Linked DNA regions of Mus musculus: regions 2 and 3 are each linked to region 1. Evidence: chromatin contacts called from public Hi-C and HiChIP or PLAC-seq data. All regions are on one chromosome and are shown on one strand. Each heading gives the region's core, a stretch centred on a gene start, on an enhancer-like site or on the middle of the called end of the contact. The rest is flanking DNA. Distances are from core to core; before and after follow the strand shown. Region 1 overlaps Dnah11 (dynein, axonemal, heavy chain 11). Region 2 holds the start of D230030E09Rik (Riken cDNA D230030E09 gene). Region 3 has its middle 62 kb from the start of Gm31482.

The links. HiChIP or PLAC-seq counts read pairs in DNA pulled down with a chosen protein or histone mark. Hi-C and Micro-C count contacts between places; a contact is called where the count stands out from the background.
Region 2: a contact with region 1 is called in a RAD21 HiChIP or PLAC-seq map of pro-B cells, with 10 times the contacts expected there. The contact joins the promoter of D230030E09Rik here to the enhancer-like site in region 1. A contact is called at or near these places in 1 of 39 promoter capture datasets (trophoblast stem cells), 2 of 15 datasets of contacts at CTCF or cohesin (large pre-B cells and pro-B cells), 1 of 484 Hi-C or Micro-C datasets (palatal mesenchyme) and 4 of 115 datasets of contacts at active chromatin or transcription factors (embryonic limb bud and embryonic stem cells).
Region 3: a contact with region 1 is called in a Hi-C map of Th17 cells, with 6 times the contacts expected there. The contact joins two enhancer-like sites. A contact is called at or near these places in 4 of 39 promoter capture datasets (the C10 cell line, hippocampal neurons, liver and 1 more), 2 of 15 datasets of contacts at CTCF or cohesin (large pre-B cells and pro-B cells), 10 of 484 Hi-C or Micro-C datasets (B cells, the N1E-115 cell line, Th1 cells and 6 more) and 2 of 115 datasets of contacts at active chromatin or transcription factors (astrocytes and embryonic basal ganglia).

What each region holds. Positions count from the first base shown.
Region 1 is chr12:117,993,776-117,996,475 of GRCm38.p6, reverse strand. Dnah11 (dynein, axonemal, heavy chain 11) reads left to right here. Exons shown (of 82, transcript NM_010060.3): 55 at 1,186-1,347. Among named protein-coding and RNA genes, the nearest start is that of Cdca7l, 150 kb to the right of the region's middle. Within about 2 kb of position 1,340, at least 42 of the 459 cell types and tissues checked have an H3K27ac peak or open chromatin away from gene starts, as enhancers often do. A contact at or near this core is called in Th17 cells and pro-B cells, where this site is marked.
Region 2 is chr12:118,528,896-118,531,595 of GRCm38.p6, reverse strand. D230030E09Rik (Riken cDNA D230030E09 gene) reads left to right here and starts at 1,403. Exons shown (of 4, transcript NR_045947.1): 1 at 1,403-1,625; 2 at 1,970-2,165.
Region 3 is chr12:117,402,704-117,405,403 of GRCm38.p6, reverse strand. No RefSeq gene overlaps it. Among named protein-coding and RNA genes, the nearest start is that of Gm31482, 62 kb to the left of the region's middle. Within about 2 kb of position 1,448, at least 18 of the 459 cell types and tissues checked have an H3K27ac peak or open chromatin away from gene starts, as enhancers often do. A contact at or near this core is called in Th17 cells, where this site is marked.

The DNA.
Region 1 (2,700 bases), core at 91-2,590:
ATATAGCAGTGGTGGCAGGGATGGGGGTGCATAATGAATCCTTGCAGTCTCCTGTGTCTTCATGCTTTCCCTGAGCTTACACTTCTAATGGTGGTCCTCTAAAGCTCAGGACCCTTGAATGGTCACACCTACTGTGCTGACAATGAAGAGTTCCTCCCATCCACTGTCTGTGACATGATATTGCAACCAACCTCAGGCTCTACCGATGAATCCCTGTGTCTAGAGAGAGTATACAAATACACGACTGGATCCTCTGACTGTCATGTCCCCATCCATGAATCCCACCAGCTGTGCAGTGAAAATATTTGAAGAGGAACACAACTGTACGGAGTGTGCATATAACCGTACCGAGTGTGTACATACTTCTTTTTATTGTCTTGATTCCCTAAATAGCACAGAATAACAACTCCCTACACTGTTTACCTTGTCTTAGGGGCAATAAGTAATCCTAACAGGAAGGACTAATAGGTGGTTGAAGGATAATAGGTTTGACCTGTGAAAGCAATATACTTTTCATATAAGTGTTTGGAAAACCTGTGGGTATGTTAGGGATCCTGGAACTGATCCCTGGCAGATCCCAAACACAGAACAATGGCTTATTCAGATATTAATTAACTTTTAAATCATTAGCTAGTAAGAAAAAAACTTTTCTTAGCAGAAACATGCTACCCAAGTTTTAAATTTTTCTCTGAAAAATCTCAGGTGAGAACTAAAGAAGATACTTTTTATTTTAAATGCAAACAGAAATTGATGTCATTTGTGATGATAAATCTGGCTTTATTTTATTGTTTTATACTTTGCGTTGAAAAGGTATTTCAGCTTTGTGAAACCTACTGAATCATGTAACAGAAGGAATTTGCAGGTAGAAATGTTGACGATCATGGTGACTTATTTTTATGTGGCTTGTGTTAGGGAACAAGTAAAATGTCCCACTCCCAAAGGGAATCATGAGCTATGCTTGAGAGAAGAGGGGCCACATTTTGAGGAAAGCACAACTGTACTTCTGCCTGCCCTGTGGCACCGCCACTCTGAAAGTCAATGCTACCTTGCACCTTGCTGCCTGGGCTGGGGTAGCTGATTAGTGTGTCTGGCCTTGCCCCCTTCCTCATTGTCTGAGACTTCAGTGTACTGCTTGGCACACTCATCCCTCTGTTGTTTCTGACCTGTCCCCCCTCACCCCTACAGATGGTTTTTTGTTTCTCACCGGTTGGCCACACACTGCGAGTTAGAGCCCGGAAGTTCCCAGCCATAGTTAACTGCACAGCTATTGACTGGTTTCATGAATGGCCACAGGAGGCTCTGGTCTCAGTCAGCAGGAGGTTCATCGAAGAAATTGAGGGGATTGAGGTACGTTGCGTCAGCCTGAGGTAGGTACCCAGCGTGCACAAGTCTCAGTACACTATTGGCAGGAAGCTCGGTCAGCCACTTTCAGTTTCGCAATCTCTGTATCAAATATGTATCTCTTCTTTTATGTTGCTTTTCATTGTATCTGGGTTTTGTGCATTGTTGGGGGTGGGATTCTGGCCTTATGGGGTTATAAGTTATCTTTGTCACTTCTTGATGAGTTTGGTATCTCCAAATACGTTTTTAAATGTCTGTGTGAAAAAAGTAGGTTTGAAGAATAAAGAAAGCAACTGAATCAAGCCTTCCGATTTCCCAGTGGAGTTGAGGCCAGGATCCTTTCTGATTAGAGAGATTGTGTTAGAATGTGACTCCCAGAGAGCTTTGCCCTCACCTCCCATTGAGCAATAAGGTGGGAGTGCCTAGAATAGACCCAGAATTAGTGGAAGTGGCTCTCTCTAAGCCAAAATTGATTGGGGACACTTAAGTAATGTCGTAAGTTCTCACCCTCTCCCTTACTCCAGGAGCCATGATCACCCACATCCAAAGAAACATTATGGCACTTTGTTAAATAGCGTGTCCTCGGGTGGCCAGATGGTTAGAGTCTGGGTATGTTTATGAGATTGACGGTTACTATGCCGCTGTCTTTATTGCGTGGCATGTTATTTTTCCTTTGCGTCTCCTTAAAAAGGGCGTAACCCTATGGGTGTGTGTAGCTTGGGAGTGGTGAAAAGCATTCACTGCTGCATACAGGTTTTCTTTCTCCCCTAAACATGTCTATGAATCTGTTGATCACTGGACTGCAGGGGGAAGCAACATTTAACATGGCAAACACATCTGGGGTGGGAGCACATGCCTGCCTCCTCTCTCCTTCTCTCTTCCACAATCATGTGACAAGTACACGCACAAGGAAACAAGAAAAAAGAAAAGAAAAGAAACGAAAAGAAAAGAAAAGAAAAGAGAAAAGAGAAAAGAGAAAAGAGAAAAGAAAAGAAAAGAAAAGAAAAGAAAAGTCAAGTCTTCTGAAGTTGGGGGGGGGGTAGGAATTAGATCTGCACATCTAGAGAGCCATTAGTTATGATAAAAGTAGTGTTAAGTGTTACTCCCAGCCCCTAGGACAATCTTCAGGTTCTTTAATGTTGTTGAAATACTGGGGCATCATCTTATCTTCCAACAGCTGAGAAGAGAGGTTGGAAGTTCTGATTCTACAGGAATCAATGCCACATACTACTAGCAGATTTCTAGTTTCCTTGGTTCATTTTTATCAAACTTGGAACAAAAGAAGTGGGCTGGTTTCTGAATGGAGTTTTGATTCTCCTCGGTTGGTAGGAGATCCAAGCTAGCAGCTCCAGAGAAGCA
Region 2 (2,700 bases), core at 154-2,653, 540 kb before region 1:
AGAAGTATCTTTGATAGGAGGGGTCCTTCTTTCCAGGTTGGACTCTTGAGTGCTGCCCTATCTTGTAAGTGCTGTCTCTCTCAGCCCATTAGTGAGCAGCAAGGCCAAGAAAAGGGCAAGAGGTGATGTTTAATTTTTCTTGGTCTAGTAGCACAGTCAGGGAAAGAGCAGCCCCCTTCCCAAGGTGCTGTGGCTTTTAACTGTGATGTCTAACTAACATTCTTGAGAATGAAAACTCACTCTTGAAACCTTCAGAAGTTAGAAAATGGAGATGGGAAAAGGGAATGAATTTAAGTTATTAATTTGAAAGCTAATTTTACGACGTAAAGACGATTGCCATGAACTCATATGAAGAACAAAAGAAAAATTACTGCCAAATAGCATCACATTTTGCAACTTTAAAATTATTTCAGTGTGCCATTTCTCTCACACACACACACACACACACACACACACACACACACAATGTTCTGGAACAGGTTTGCTGCAAGAAAATTACTTATATATTCCAATTAGAAGAACAAAAAACATTCCTCTTCAACATTTTTCCCCAAGAAAAATGAGAGTAACCGACAATAGGTCCAAAATCATTCTTTTTTTTTTTTCTTTTTTTTTTTTCCCACACCGGAGAAGGCTGGCTAGCACAACCTGCCACTTCCCTGATTCCGTGGATGCTCTTAGAAGACTGCTATTTACCAAACTTTCCTCAATGGGTGAGCTATTTCATTAGCTAAGCACAATTTGTAGATCCCAATCTTTCACCTGGAGAGGAAGAATGGCGAGAGGGGAGCGAGGGGCGGGGGCTGCAGGGTAGCCCCAGGGCAGCCGGGCGGGGTGCTTGCTTTATTCCCCCTCTCCTTCTCAGTCCCAGCGAGTATCACTGAAGTGTGACAAGCCACCGCCACAGGAGGATGGCTGGGAACCACCCCGACCAAGCCCGGTTTCTTTTGAGCCCAAAGAGATCAAGGGGTTTGGTGTTTACTCGTTGGAGAATGCCCTCCCATTCCCACCACAACAGACCACCTTTCCAAGTAGTTAAAAAACAAAAAAAAACAACAACAACAACCACAAAACAATCCAGAACCTCCTGCTGCAGGGAGCCCTGAGGTTTTACCTGTCTTTAATTTATGCAGCATTTTTTGCAATTGTGCCACCTCGGCAGGTGTGACCGCGCTTTCGCAGAGCCTCGGCGCTATTTTACCTGCTTGAATCTGTCAAAAACCCATTTGTATGCGCCCGGCTAATGTGCTAGAAATAAAAGCCCCGACCTGTCAGGCAAACTCGCTGCACCTGTTTCAAGCAGTTAAATTGTCCCATCTGCCACTAGCCCGGGAGATCAAAGGCCCTACCCAGGAGGGGGCCTGGAACCCCGGCGAGGATGGGGCTCCTGGGCCCAGGGTTTAAGAGGATGGCGAGGAGCCCCGCAGAGAGGGTGCGGGCGCCGGCTACCTGAAGGAGCCTTTGTTCGGCCCGGGCGCCGAGAGCGCATTCTTTCACACCAGGAACGGCGGGAGAAGACGTTCATTCAGTCCGCTTTTTTGGTGACGTAGTTGGGGCATTCATGTGTTTTTAACCTTGAATAATTTTTGTCTCTAAGCTCCAAACAAGCCTTATCCTGTCCACAGGTCAGTTTTGTTACAGAGGCCAATTAGCAGTGCTACCTTTGCCTGGGGCAACAAGCCAAGTGGTGCAGGCAGTGGCGGGGTAGGCCCTAGGAGAGGCGAGGAGGAACTCCGGAGAGCTGTAATTTGAAAGGGGGGCCTTTGAAGCATTTACCTTACATGGGACGCCATTGTCACTGCAGGGTGTTTGATCTTAAAATAATTTACTTAATGATCTCACCATGGGAGCAATTGGCAGAGTGAGATTAGGCTGGAAGGCCTAATGGACATGGGAAAAGTTAAAATTGCTCAGGGGGAAGGTATGTACAGACTGAGATCCGACGGTGTGGTGTGTTCATTACTCCCAGGGGCGCAAAGCCCGGCCATGGCCGGTAGCAATCCACAGCTTATCTAAGAAAAGCAGAGGCGGCCTCTCCCGGGATGGCAGGGTTGGTGGGAATCCAACGCTCTTGCTGCCCTGCGCTGCACACCGGAGCTGGGAATCAAATCAGGCTTGGATACAGATGAGAAGGTGCAGTTCTGTCCCTTGTCGGTGGAAGCAAGGTGATTGATTGTTATTCTGGCCCAGGCAGCTTTGTCCTCCAGAAAGGAAATGTTTTAACCGAGCATATTTGTAACTCATGGACTATTTCTTACATTCCTGCCAATGAGGCTTCTGCAGTCACCTGGAAAACACAGGCAAGGTTGGATGCTATCTCAAGACAAAAGAACTGCATGGTCTGAATCTTCTCAAATTTCAGGCTTCCTTGACTGTTCAACGTGTTTTTTATTTTAGTTGCCATGGCCTCTTGAGAAAAGCATCTTATTACTCTCAATTATGGAATCAAAATGGATTAGTAGTCTAAGAATTGTCATTCCTATTTGTGCATTTGATGCTCCAACCTAGAACGGGGCACAGGCTAGGTACAGTTAGTAAGTGTGGAATTCCTGCAATGCAGGTTCTTAGGAAAGCAAAGCATCATGGTGGCACGTTCTTTCTGGAGAGCAAAGCATAAAAGGGATGGTTCTAAATATATATTTACAGATCAGGGAACATTAGTCTGATTCTTCAAGGCCTCGAGGTTTTTTTTGGCGGTGT
Region 3 (2,700 bases), core at 199-2,698, 590 kb after region 1:
TAGGGTTCTGCCTTGCATTAACCATCATGACTCCTCTGTCCACTCTCATTCAGAGTGCATCCGGTCAAGGCAAGTGGGCACTCTCCCTCTCTCAGTGGGCACCAACATTTCTCTCTAGTCAATGGCTATTTGTACTTCCTCTATGGGTGTCTGTTTGCAGGCTCACACGAGATCCTCAGCAACAGAGAGCATCCTATCCTTACACCTGCTTAGCTTTCCCAGGCAGATTCTGGAAGGCTCTTCCCTCCATCTTAAAGGCTGCTTCGTACAGAGGTAGATGACATCTGTCTTACCTATGTAGACTGTCTTTCTACACAGGTGAGGATGGAAGTCTCACGGATAATCACTATCTACTAATTGACTATTACTTGTTTCTTGGCCACTGAACTCAAACATGAGGGCGTGATCCTGCTCTGAGGGACCTAAATCTGAACTTACACGCAGAGCTTCCCAAGGTTGTGTTGATGGCAGGTCCAGTTTGATATGAGGGCTCCTCAGTCACATGGTATTTTTTTTTAAACACTTAGAAAGGCACACAAACCAGAGCACATTTTGCTGTGCATTCACAACATAATATTTTTCAAAGGGAGAAATATATAGGTAGAACAAGTGTAAAACTGAGAAAATCCTATGAATAACTTTATCTATGTGAGTAACTTACGTCAGGGCTGACCTGGGCCACCTCCCCTGGCAATGGCATGTGCCTAATCAGTTTATGAGAACAGATGATCTGCTACCAAGCCGCCACAGAAACTGCTGTAGCTGCGAGTGCCTCCACCCACATCTGAAACAGGTGGCCAGACTGCTGTCCTTGACCCTGGCTTCCCTTCTGCCTGGCCCTTCCTCCTCTTCCCTCCAGGTGCTGCCCTGTATATTGACTTTTGAGGTTCTGTTCCTCATCCAAACCAGTGCCATTTCCTCTTCTGGTCCCACCCATCCTTCCCCTAGTTGAGAAAGTTCTCAGATTTCCCCTTGCTTGTCCACGATTGTCTGATGGGGGAGGAAAAAAAAGCGAGGGGACTTTATTATCTGAGCCATGGCCTTTAGGGTGTGACTCCCTCCCATCTGTCAGGCCTCACAAGGACAAGCACTCTTGCCAACCCAGAGGCTAAGTGCAGGACAGTGGGAACAGGGGGCATTTGAATAACTACACCTCCCCTTTTTTTCTTTCTACTGTCACAGGAGATCCTTCTTTTAAAAAGAGAAATTCAGCCTTGAAATGCAGACCCAGTGGGGAATTTGGAACTTAGTTCCAATAAAAGGAGAAGACTAGTCCTTCTTTGAAGGCCTGGCCATGACTTCAGGGGAGCCACATCCATATAGATGCGGCTCCAATAGTGCCCCCAAGAGAAGACTGACGTTGACTGAAGCATCCTAGACACAGGGAAATACAGACTTCATCTCCACAGGCTCTGCCCCTAATTTCTGACTCATTGGATCCTTATCAGCTGTCTTCTGGGTCAGCACACAGCAGAATGAGGAAGATTGTGAAGAGACTCAAGACCAGCAACAAGCCAAGACAGCTTCACATTTTGCAGTGGAAAAATTGCAAGTAGATGAAAGTTTAGAGAATGGGTTTAGAGAATGAGGTGAACCGTTGCCAGCTTGAATGAGGCTTCTCCGTTGCATGTCTGCCTTCCTTTTGCCCAGGATGTTTTTGTTGAGCATGAACAATTGCAGCAGGCAATAGCGACATCTGCTGTTCACAACTGCCTCAAACCTGACAAGGAGAAGACTGTGGCTCTCACCCTCCCAGCAGTTCCCTGCAGATTCCACAGAAACCAAGTGCTGCACTCCCCTGTAATCGTCCAAGGTGACATTGGGGATTTTATTTTTAACACAGAAAAAGCAGATAAGGCGTTTTCTTAGCTACTTACATATACTCAGTATAGCATTCTTGGACCAGAGGGACCCACCTCTCCTGTGACAGGGGGGCAGGGTTTAAACATTGTTATATAAGAATAGAACAGGAACGAATGCCTCACAGGTTGATGGGAGATTAAAACAGAAAATATACTTTGCAGGTTAAGGGTTGTGTTAGTTAAAAAGAAGTTTCTGTTTGTTGATGCTAAATCTTAGCTAAGTCGGTTTGCCCTGAGTTAAGTCCTTGCTAAATAAGTTTTCTACTTGTAATTAAGAGTAAGTTCCTGAAGCCGGGCGTGGTGGTACACGTCTTTAATCCCAGCACTCGGGAGGCAGAGGCAAGCGGATTTCTGAGTTGAGGCCAGCCTGGTCTATAAAGTGAGTTCCAGGATAGCCAGGGCTATAATACAGAGAAACCCTGTCTCCAAAAACAAAACAAAGCAAAGCAAAGCAAAGCAAAGCAAAGCAAAGCAAAGCAAAGCAAAGCAAAGCAAAGCAAAGCAAAGCAAAGCAAAGCAAAACAAAAAAAGAGTAAGTTCCTGTAGGTCAGGTCTGATGTAAACTGCTTGTGACCCCATTCTCGAGGTATCTACCCTTGCCTTTGTTTCTTCTCTTTTTTTTTTTTTTTTTCCATTTTTTATTAGGTATTTAACTCATTTACATTTCCAATGCTATACCAAAAGTCCCCCATATCCACCCACCCCCACTCCCCTGCCCACCCACTCCCCCTTTTTGGCCCTGGTATTCTCCTGTACTGGGGCATATAAAGTTTGCAAGTCCAATGGGCCTCTCTTTCCAGTGATGGCCGACTAGGCCATCTTTTGATATATATGCAGC